Linked DNA regions of Mus musculus: region 2 is linked to region 1. The links are chromatin contacts, called in public promoter capture Hi-C maps. All regions are on one chromosome and are shown on one strand. The core of a region is the stretch at or near the end of the contact, and the rest is flanking DNA. Distances in the headings are between cores, read along the strand shown.

The links. Promoter capture Hi-C pulls out the DNA fragments that hold promoters and counts their contacts.
Region 2: a promoter capture Hi-C map of liver shows a contact between it and region 1. A contact is called at or near these places in 10 of 39 promoter capture datasets (the C10 cell line, the HPC-7 cell line, HPC-7-derived erythroid cells and 6 more), 11 of 484 Hi-C or Micro-C datasets (the AML12 cell line, CD8 T cells, the G1E-ER4 cell line and 5 more), 7 of 130 datasets of targeted methods (CD8 T cells, a beta-TC-6 cell line, bone marrow-derived macrophages and 4 more) and 3 of 9 other capture datasets (adipose tissue, liver and macrophages).

The regions. Positions count from the first base shown.
Region 1 is chr19:12,595,063-12,600,396 of GRCm38.p6, reverse strand. It overlaps A330040F15Rik (RIKEN cDNA A330040F15 gene), which reads left to right and starts at 3,831. Exons shown (of 2, transcript NR_015503.1): 1 at 3,831-4,459. It overlaps Gm4952 (predicted gene 4952), which reads right to left and starts at 413. Exons shown (of 6, transcript NM_001167907.1): 1 at 308-413.
Region 2 is chr19:12,762,946-12,768,277 of GRCm38.p6, reverse strand. Cntf (ciliary neurotrophic factor) reads left to right here and starts at 2,646. Exons shown (of 2, transcript NM_170786.2): 1 at 2,646-2,997; 2 at 3,898-4,750. The coding sequence starts at 2,884. The coding sequence ends at 4,380. It overlaps Gm44505 (predicted readthrough transcript (NMD candidate), 44505), which reads left to right. Exons shown (of 13, transcript NR_024093.1): 12 at 2,872-2,997; 13 at 3,898-4,750. Zfp91 (zinc finger protein 91) reads left to right here. Exons shown (of 11, transcript NM_053009.3): 11 at 1-1,339.

The DNA of each region.
Region 1 (5,334 bases), core at 2,582-5,081:
CATTTGCTGTCACAGGGCTACAAATAGCTGTTTTCAGTTTCGTCATTTTTGTTTATCAATTCATAATAAATCTTTCCTCCACTCAATCAAGAATTTCTCACAAATCCCAGCAGACTGCTCGGTATTTGACGGTTTCCTAAATCTTACTAAATGAAAAACCTCTTTTCTTCCCTCACAAAATTTCCATAACCAATGAGTTCTAAAAATTTCTACCTTTATCCAACAGGAATATTGTGATTCATCCCCTTCAGTGGAAAGCCAAAAGGAGATGAGGAGTTCCCACGTGCCAGCTTCTCCTGGTCCTCACCTGCAAAGTTGTCTCCTCTGTCAGTCTCTCCAGAAGCCAGCTGGAGGAGCAACAGTGATAGACGGTGATGATGAGGAGCTTGGATCTGGCTTCTAGGACACTGTTTAGCAGAAGTTCTTAGAGCATGTGTACCAAGCTATGCAAACTCAAAAGTGTGTCATTTCAGGCCCCTCCCTCTGGGGTCCTTGCTCCAGAATCTGCTCTGTAACTGGGAAGTTCACTGTGTACATTTGTGGCTCTTTTTCAAAACAGAACAGCTTTTTGCTCCTAGAAATCTCACTATCACTCAGAAACTGAGCTGTGAAACCAGCTGACCAGGAGTTAGTGGTTGTGTGAGTATACACATGTGATGGAGTATTATTAACCATAAAGGCATAAAAGTTTCATATTTGGTATAATATGGGTGAATCCTAACTACATTGTATTAAATGAAATAAGCTAGACACAGGAGAGAAATATCAGATGATCCCACATAGGAGATCAGTGTAGAAGAAGCAAATTCAGACAGGGACGGTAGAATAGGGGTTACCAAGAGCTCAGTAGGTAAAGAGGTCACATTAGGGAATGATGATATAGTTGAGGTATAGATAATGTGTATAATTGCAAAATCCTGTGAATATATTTAACACACTATATTGTACACTTAATTAAAACGATGTTATGCAGACTTTACAACAATGTATTTACATATCTGTATGGATATATATGAATGTATGTATATGTATGCACATATACATATATTTTGGCATATATGTCAACAGAAAACAAAACACAATATGTCCCATTTCTCAAGTATCAGTGTATATATTCCTTCCTGTCTGTGAATCTCTATCAGTTAGACTCATATAAATGCACTTTCTTTTTCTCAGAGTTGTTGAAGGTAATCATTGTTACTTAAATGTAAATAGGTGTGTGTGTGTGTGTGTGTGTCCGTCCATGTTTCTCTGCATAGTGGGGAGTGCTCATTCTGTTGTGTATACATATAGAAGCCAGAAGTTAGGTGTCTTCCTCAATGACTCTCCACCTTATTTTTTGAACCTGGACCTTTTCAATTTGGTCAGACTGCCTGGGCAACACACCCAGGGGCTCCTCCCCTCTTGTCTCCCTCTTCTCAGCGCTAGCATAGTGCTTAGCTGTGCCCCACATTTAACTGAGTGCTGGAGATCAGAGTTAAGTCCTCCTAAGTACATGGCAGGCACTCTACTGGCAACTATCTCTCAAGTGTTAACTCTTAACTAAACAACTTTAGTCAATGTTTTGCTGTTCGGTGATTTTGAAACTGCTCATTTTTGCTAGTGTCAGGTAGGATCCAGAAATCAAAGGGAACTCGGCAACTCCCATACTTCACTTACCTTGTGATTTTTAGCAGAGCCAAGTTTGGATAGCTTTCCAGTTTTTCTTTTACACAGCATTATGGACACTACAAAAATCTCACTGAAGCACAAAAACCTTGACGTCAGTTCTCTGGGTTCCAAATTTGATGTTAATACCCCTTAAGAGAATCCATTGAATAATCGCATCTAGCAAGAAGTCTGGGTATTGGGGTAACTGAAAACTTTGCAACTATGTTCCAAAGGGAGTGTGGAGATGAGATGGAAGAGAAGAAGAGGAGGAAGGGAAAGGAAAATTATTTTTAGAGTTAGCTTTAGTGTTTACATAATGATCAGAATTATGACACAGAAATTTGTGATTTATTTAACTATTTTTCTGTTTTGGAAATTTAGGACACCCCAAAATCTTACTGTTATTTTAAAAGAACAACATAAGAGGCATCTTTGTACATACTTCTCAGTCTTCATAGTTTTATTTTGTAAATAGTTTATTTTTCATTAATAATTAACACACAGAATTAGGTTTTATTGTGCCAGTTTCAGACAAAATTTATTTTGTTGAATCACCTCACCTTTCTCACCCCCCATACCCTCACCCCCTCCCCACTGTACCTTACACACATCCTCCATCTCCACATTCACCTCCCTGTGCCCTTCCTCTACTTCTGCAACACTTTCTTTCCCTCTTTGTGCACTCTTTTCTGATTCCAGAGCCTACAGTCAAGGAATTCACCCCAACTTACATACGACAGACAGACAGACAGACAGACAGACAGACAGACTTTATAGGCTAGGCTCCACATGTGAGAGATGTGCTGTCTGTCTAAATCTGGAGGGTTTTTTTTTCTAATTCCCATATTCATTCATTTTTCTGTAAGTTATGTGATTTCATTTTTCTTTACAGCTGAATAAATACCATTTATATATGTGCCACGTTTTCCTTATCCATTCATCTGTTGGCTCCATTTGGGCTGGTTCCATTTCTTTGCTATTTTGAATAGAAAACCAATAAATGTGGATGTGCAGGTATCTCTGTGGTAGAATACACACACACACACACACACACACTCACACACACACACATACACACACTCACACACTCAGAAGTATATCTGGATCATAGGGAAGTTCTGTTTTTTTAATTTTTAGAAATGTATACTAATTTATATAATGGCTGTACTAGGTTACATTACCTCAACAGCACTGCTGTCTCTTTTCTTTATCTTAGTAATTGTCACTAGGGGAAGATGGAATCCAAAACGTAGCTTCAATTTTCACTCAGCTGGTAACTAAGAATGCTGAACGCCTTTTTAATCTCTGGTGTCCATATGTGGTCCTACTTTTGCGAACGGTATCTTCCATTCATTGGCTGATTTATTGACTAGCTATTTTGAAGTTTAATTACTGCAGTTCTTTATATATTCTAGACGCCCAGCCCCTGTCTGAGGCATAGCTGGCAAAGACATTCTCCACTCTGCAGGCTGTTGGAGAATGTTGCAGAATGTTCACTCTGTCCTGTCCTCTGTGGACAAAGGGAGGAGCCTCTCTGCCAGGCATTCCGGAGCCCAGTCCTCCGGTTCTTCTCTCCACCACATCCAGATGCTCCAGCTCTGGAATCCCTGGCTCCAATCTCTCTTCCCAGTAATTTTCCAGCACTTTTCACACACTAGACTGTAACTAGACACTGAGGAACCCTACGGCTTCCCAAATCTTACATCCAGGAGTTGTCAGTGGGAAGGGGGGGTCCATAGAAGAGGGCCAGATTCAGCCAGGTTGAAGGGAGGGGGAGGTGTACGGCAGCCCCAAAGGTGCTTGAGGCAAAGCAAAGTCAGCTGAGGTGTGAGCAGTAAAAGGGCTCCAGCAGTATCTTGCTGAAGACCCCGCATTCCTTGGGAACTGCAAAGTCCTAGAATTCCTGCACTAAGGGCCAGTAGGGGCTGGGGGTGGCGATGGGGGCATAAAGGGGTCTCCTGCAGCTAGGCCGAAGCTGGGTTTGTATAATCAAGACAATTTAAACTACTTGCCAGGACAAATACTTGAAGGTGGTCTTGGAATCCTGTGAGGATCTAAGGAAGGGAAACACCTGCCCTCAACACCTATCACGTGAGGACATCAGTAAGCAAAGCTAGTCACTGGGTGAGTCAGTGGACAGACCAGGGATTTGGATGGCTCACCCGTGTCTTGGCGGAACTGGTTCATGGACTGCAGGTCGATGATGTAGGGGGCAATCTGTCTCTCCACCTAGCCCAACACCACGCTGGCCCCGCGCGTGGACCAGCGCAGCACCGCCTTGAAGTGGTGTTTCACAGCAGGGCTGTAGGGACACCAGCCGCCATGATCGGTCAGCCATTCCTACACCACTAGGGTCCAAGGCTGAGGTCTGGAGCATGAAGTGCCCTGAGATGCTCCCTTCCCCGTCCTTGCACACCCGGCCTCGGGCGCCACCGCCTCCCGGGAAGCCTCAGCTGTGGTTCATGGGGGAGTCTGCAGTCGCTTAGGCACCGGGACGCGGACCCGTAGCTGCCCGCCTCCAACTGTGCTCCACCGCCCCTGTCGCTGCCGCTGCTCCGAGGGGTCCAGCGGCTTCATGCAAAAAACCTGACCCTGCACATTCGCCGCCCGCCTTGCAAAGCCACCCAGGGCGCACGGCCCAAGCGCGACGCAGCACCCGCCTCGCACCAGTTGAGCCTCGCTGGAGTTGCATGGTCACGCCCTCCGTCCTCTCTCCGCTGGGAGCCAGGCAACGGCGGTGGCACAGCTCCCTCCCTGGGGCTCCGCTCAGAGGCTTCCAGGTGTCTCCCCTCCCCGGAAGAACGCCAAGGTGAGCTCACGCCCGCGGATACTTCCCGGGTCCCCGGGTGTCCAAAAGCTCGCTTGCCATCCCGGTCCCAGGGGCCAACGCGGGGACTGAGGTTTGCAGCCACTAACTTCCTGTCTGTTTTCAGCTCAGCGCTGGCTGTATCCGCGGCCAGAGCTCCTACACTTGAGTCTCACCAGGGCTTTTGCTCGCACTGACATACACACACTGACGAACACACGCACGCTCAGCCCCACGCCTTCTTCTTCTGGCCTGCTATTACCTCATCCAGGCCTGAATCCTGGAGGTGTGTCAGATATGCAGAAGCCACGCCCTCTGTCAGTTTGCACCAGCATCTTAGAGCTTTCATGCTCTCTGCTGGTCAAACGTCACAGTTGTGACCACTGAAAGTCAGTGCCAAGGGATGCATGCGTTTATGGTATAAACTTTATGCTGTCTATGTAGAAATCAGAGCAGGCTGAAATATTGTACTGCCTTTTGAAAGTCAATATGAAACAAAGAAATAGACTCTTATACTCTGTACCCATTGGATGTTGTATATGTACATACATAAAATGGGTTTAATTAGAACTACCCCCAGACACTAATGACTATCAAATAAAAAGCCTAGTGCCAGGTGTGGGGCCAGGTGTGGGTTACCTTTTAAAGCTGCCCCACACAACCCCTCAAAGCATTACAGGCTATTCCACGGCTCTTGGTTACTGTCCAGAACTTGATAAGGGGTTAATACAGACGTCCCATTTAGGGCTGAGAACTCTGTATTATTCTCAACACTTTGAACAAGTAAGTATGAGTCTCTGTGTTGAATAATACCCATATTTTAAAGAAAGCTTCTGCCTAGGCCTATGGACATAAACATAAATATTGAGAAGGAATTT
Region 2 (5,332 bases), core at 1,397-3,896, 170 kb before region 1:
AAATGTCATCTCTGAAAGACGCTTACTATACACCCACCTATGTCGGTGGTTGGGATGCCAGGGAGAGGGAGGAAGACACCTACAGGAACAATCTTAAACACATTATTGTTTCCTCTAGAGTGTTGCAGACTTAGCCACCCCTCCATGTGAGGGGAGAAAAGGCATGAAGACAGGCTTTTCTGCCCTGCAGAGTTGCAGTTGACCTTGGTACATTGCATAGATTTGAAAACACTTTAAGAGGAATTAAAAATGGATCTGCAGCAAACTTTGCTCCTCTTGACGCTGTTTATCTAGTATCTGTGTCCTACACTTACCCTTTGTTTTTCACATTTAGAATGTCTCCAATAAATTAGATAGAGCCACCCACAGAAAAACAAACTGCATTGAAAACATCTCACTTTTCTGGGATGGGGAAAAATATGTTCTTTTCTGTACTTCGCTCTCCTCCCCATAAAAGCAACTAGTTCTAAAACTTAGAAACTTCCTGTCCTCTCATGGGGTTGGGGTGGGGCTGAAAGGGGGCTCGGTCATCTTAGCTGCTCTCTGTTGGCAATAAGTTTTTTTAGCAGTTTGCAATAAATTTTTCATGAACTTCCTATTCCTTTTGAGAGCTAGTGCTAGTATAATAAAAGTGTATGAGCAAACTAAGCCCCTACCCTTTTCTTTTTTCCCATGCCAGTCATTTAATTGTCCTTCGAAGGAGTCCTTTTAGTTTTGAAAATAGTTAATTCATACTGATGGTTTGTTATCTTTTAAGTCATACCTCCATCTTCAATTGGCAATTCTAAATTCTTAGGTATATAGTTATGATAATTACTTGGTATTTCTGGGAGTTGTGTACCCTCCTTGCTTGCATTGCTAGCGTATTTTGCATAATTAGACCCTAACACATTTTACAGGGTTTAGTCAGACACTGGCTGGGAGTCCTGGGAATGAGCAGAGAAAACATCAGCATAGAGCACTTGGACCTCCCTTGTACCTGTTCAGAGGAAGAAAATCAACTAACTATATACCAACAACCTAAGTGAGGTCTTACAGCCTTGCTGCAGGGCTAGTTTCCTGCCTTTCTTTCTATCAATTTTCCAGTATACTCAAGAAAATCGGGAAATTGTAATGGGGCAGTTATATCTCCTGAGACTTTTTGCCTGTTGAAATGTGCAGGACCCTTTTCCTGTGATGAGAGATAGCTGGTTACTTGATCTAGGTTTAAAAGTTATGTAAAAGAAAAAAATTATAATAAAAGGGATACTTTGCTTTTAAAATCTTGTTTCCTTTTAATCTAGGTAATCATTTCAAAATAAGTATGTAAAGAAGAAAAATAAAAGTTGTCTTCCTGGAAGCAACTGGTCTTCCTTGGTTGTACTGAGTTAGTCATGCGAGGATAAAACAGTTGATGCTGCTAAATGAGGAAAACATGCCCCTTTTGTATGGTGCTATTTGCTCTTTGTTAAGAGTTGGGAGGGCTTCTAATGCAGAGAGGCCTTGTAGCTCTGTGTTTGGCAGACTCCAAAGGGTGTTTTGGTTGCTTTCTAGGGGATGTTAAGGATACTGTGAAGTACAGTTTACTCTGACAATGACAAAACCGTGGTTGCATTTAAGACCAGTGCTTCTTACCAAAGCTTTTATGTCAAGTTCTAACTTTAAAAAAAGAAAACATAATTCAACCTTGCTAAAAAGTTCTATGGCAGCCATTTCTCACCTATGTCAATTTGCTACTGAGGTGGCAAGTGTTTGAACTTCTTGGCAAAATCTGTGATATAAAATGGGGACATTGACTTCACTGACCTATTTCGGGTTGAAACTTTGAAACTTGAGCCTATTAACTTCACCCACTAAGTGCAGTACAATAGAATGACAGGTCTGTAAGACCTTTTTAACTCTTTTGTCTTCATTTCAAAGCCTTGTTCATTACCTTGCTAAGCATGGCGAATGACTGGGACTGGTAAGAAAAAGAAGCATGTTGTCACTTGAGTGAAAGTGCCTGAGAAATGTTACCAAGTTTGGGTTGGGTGTTTCCTTTGGGAGAGAACAGGCCTAAACAGTGCCTTCCACATCCTGTAGCTACCAGGAAGGCCCCATGGTTGAGACTAGAGATGCTCCTTTAGCTAATTTTTAAACAAGTCTAAACCTTACAGATAATGGGAACGGAAAGATGGCTATAAATGACCTGTATCACATAGTCTCTGTTTCTTGCACATATCATGAGCTACCCAAAGAAATTGTAAAGTCAGTGTGAGGTGGGGGGAAATAAAGCCAAAGACCAATGCAGAAATACGAATCTAGTTTATTGTATTAATTTCTTAGATAAAAGACATCAAATGAGAAAACTACCCCCAAGACTAATGTTCAGCCCAGGATTACTCAAGATTCCAATGAAGTTTAAATGTGTAGCATAGTATCTGACTCATTTAATAAGTGACACCTATTTCAATACTATATTTTGCCAGGATAAAACAAATTAAAATACAGTGAGCATGGAAAACAGAAGAGTAAAATCAAATTATATGTGTAAATACTAGACTACATTAGGCAGGGGTGGGTGTCAGGAGGATTAGCGTGATAGTGACCTTGTTGCTAAGTACAAAAGCAAAACAATGACATAAAAACAAGTGCTAAGTACTGAGTGGAGGAGAGATGAAGGCAGACGCTTCGAGGGAAAAAAAAAAAGACTGATTAAAAGGGCCCTTTGATTCCACAGGCACAAAATCCACAGCCAGGAATTTGCTGCCACCTCTGAGTCAGGCAGGGGGTGGGGATGGGGGTGCACAATCCCATTAGAGAATGCCCAGTAGATTTAGTCTGTGGGAGTCACATTTCTTATTTGGACTAGTGAAGACAGAAGCAAACCAGCTCACTTGTTTCCTGGGACAGTTGATTTAGGGGATGGCTTTCGCAGAGCAATCACCTCTGACCCTTCACCGCCGGGACCTCTGTAGCCGCTCTATCTGGCTAGCAAGGAAGATTCGTTCAGACCTGACTGCTCTTATGGAATCTTATGTAAGTTGTCTATTTTGCTTTTGTCTGGTTGTCTGTTTTCAAGTCTTCTAGCCCAACTCTTAACCATCATGTTCCAACCCCATAACCGGTTACGAAAACACTAGTGTGTGTGTATTTATGGTATAGCTCCCTAGTCATTCATATATTAAGCACCTATAATTTGACATGTTCTTTCCCTTGAGAAAATTCACACAACCTTACTGTCTTCATCCAGCCTGTTTAAGGTGGACAGGTCCTTCCTTAAGTGAGAATATACATTATTTGGTTGCCTTTTTTCTGAATCCTACCAGGGTAGACAATAGGTTTTCTAAGTCATAGGTTCTTCATATAATTTTTGAACCTTAGAAATAAAAAGATTACAGGATAAGAAAAACTATATGGGGTTTTAGAGAAATGTATAGTTGCCCTCTGTATAGTATAAGCTACTTTTATTTTAGTACTACATATTAGACTACTTGTGACTAAATAGATCTGCCAAAAAGTCTTGAGAAAAATGTCAAATTAACCACAGTTCTGGGCTTGTTTTCTCATAAAAGGCCACTGTCTAAAAGACCTGCTGTGGTAATATCCCAGGCCTCTGATCAAAGTTATAAATTTAAGTTCTCTAAGAATTGAAAACTTTTGAAAAGCCTTGCCAGTTATGAGACTCAGTGTCCAAAGAGATGGACATAAAAGCCAGCTGTATTCTAAAGGATTGATTTCACCTTGAGAGTGGACAGTGGGCATAGGGAAATTCAGGCAGTGCTGTGGGATCAGGACTCCCCATATGAAGGGTTTCCATTCTAAGCATTTTCTTAACAACTTGGATCACTGACTATGAAAGTCAAGGAAATTGTATTTGTGATTGAAGAAGGAAATTGAGATGATATGGAACATATGTTTTGCTATATCCTTGGCCAGGTAAAACATCAAGGCCTGAATAAAAATATCAGCCTTGACTCAGTGGATGGTGTACCAGTGGCAAGCACTGATCGCTGGAGTGAGATGACTGAGGCAGAGCGACTCCAAGAGAACCTCCAGGCTTACCGTACCTTCCAAGGGATGTTAACCAAGCTTTTAGAAGACCAGAGAGTGCATTTCACCCCGACTGAAGGTGACTTCCATCAGGCAATACATACTCTTACGCTCCAAGTTTCTGCCTTCGCCTACCAGCTAGAGGAGTTAATGGCGCTTCTGGAACAGAAGGTCCCTGAAAAAGAGGCTGATGGGATGCCTGTCACAATTGGAGATGGTGGCCTCTTTGAGAAGAAGCTGTGGGGCTTGAAGGTCCTTCAAGAGCTTTCACAGTGGACTGTGAGGTCTATCCATGACCTCCGTGTCATTTCTTCTCATCACATGGGAATCTCAGCACATGAGAGCCATTATGGGGCCAAGCAAATGTAGCTCTTAACTCTTGCCTCTGTCTCCCTCTTTGATCTAATGGGATATCAGTAGTTCCCCAGGGGCCTAGTTTTCTCAGCATCAATTTTGGAAAACCTTAGACCACAGGCATATTTCGTCAAGTAGGGTTGACCCACGTATGAACAGAAGATAAACATGGTTATTCTGGCTGTGCATATGTGTGTACATGATTTTGTTTGTATTGGTGGTATAATAAAGTATAATTAGGGCATTATCCTTCCACCTTAGTGCTTTACCCTTCCTGATACTAAATAACCTTTCCAGGTGTTTAACAGTCTTACAGGCAGAAGAGACATTGTGACTAGTTTTGGTTGACTTCTGAAAAGACTGAATAAACAAATTGGAAGTCCTAGACTATCTTCATTCAAACTACCCTGATAAAAAGAGCATCGCTGTGCAGAGGCAGTGAGTGTGCCATGGGCTTTGTATATTCTGTACAGCCTTACATCCTAGTTGTGGAAAGGAAGATGTCTTGCATTCTATCCTAGCATTGAAAAGAATGCCCTTGTTACTCATCCTCAGGAGTCGGCAGCATCCCACCATGTTAAAGGAAATATTTGTTGCCCACACTGGGCAAAGAGCAGCAATTAACATAGCTTCAGATTACATTTGAGAAAGAAAAGAAAAAAAAATGAGACCTGCAGTACTTCTATAGTTGGGGCTGAGGATATGCAGTAACAGCCTGGCTTAATGTTGACTAATTGTACTTGTATATTGGGTTGATCTCAGTTTACAGCAAGTTAACAAATCTGTCATATAGGTACTGTGGCCAGATGCTCATGGGCAGAGGGGTAGAATGCTACTCAGGTTAAAGAGTCACAGGACACTAGCACTTTACATTCTCCAGGCTTAGTCATGAAGGGAGGATGGGTCCCCAGTGAGAATGCCAGAGATTCTTAAACACACAGTAAAGCTCTACTTGTAATGTTCTTGT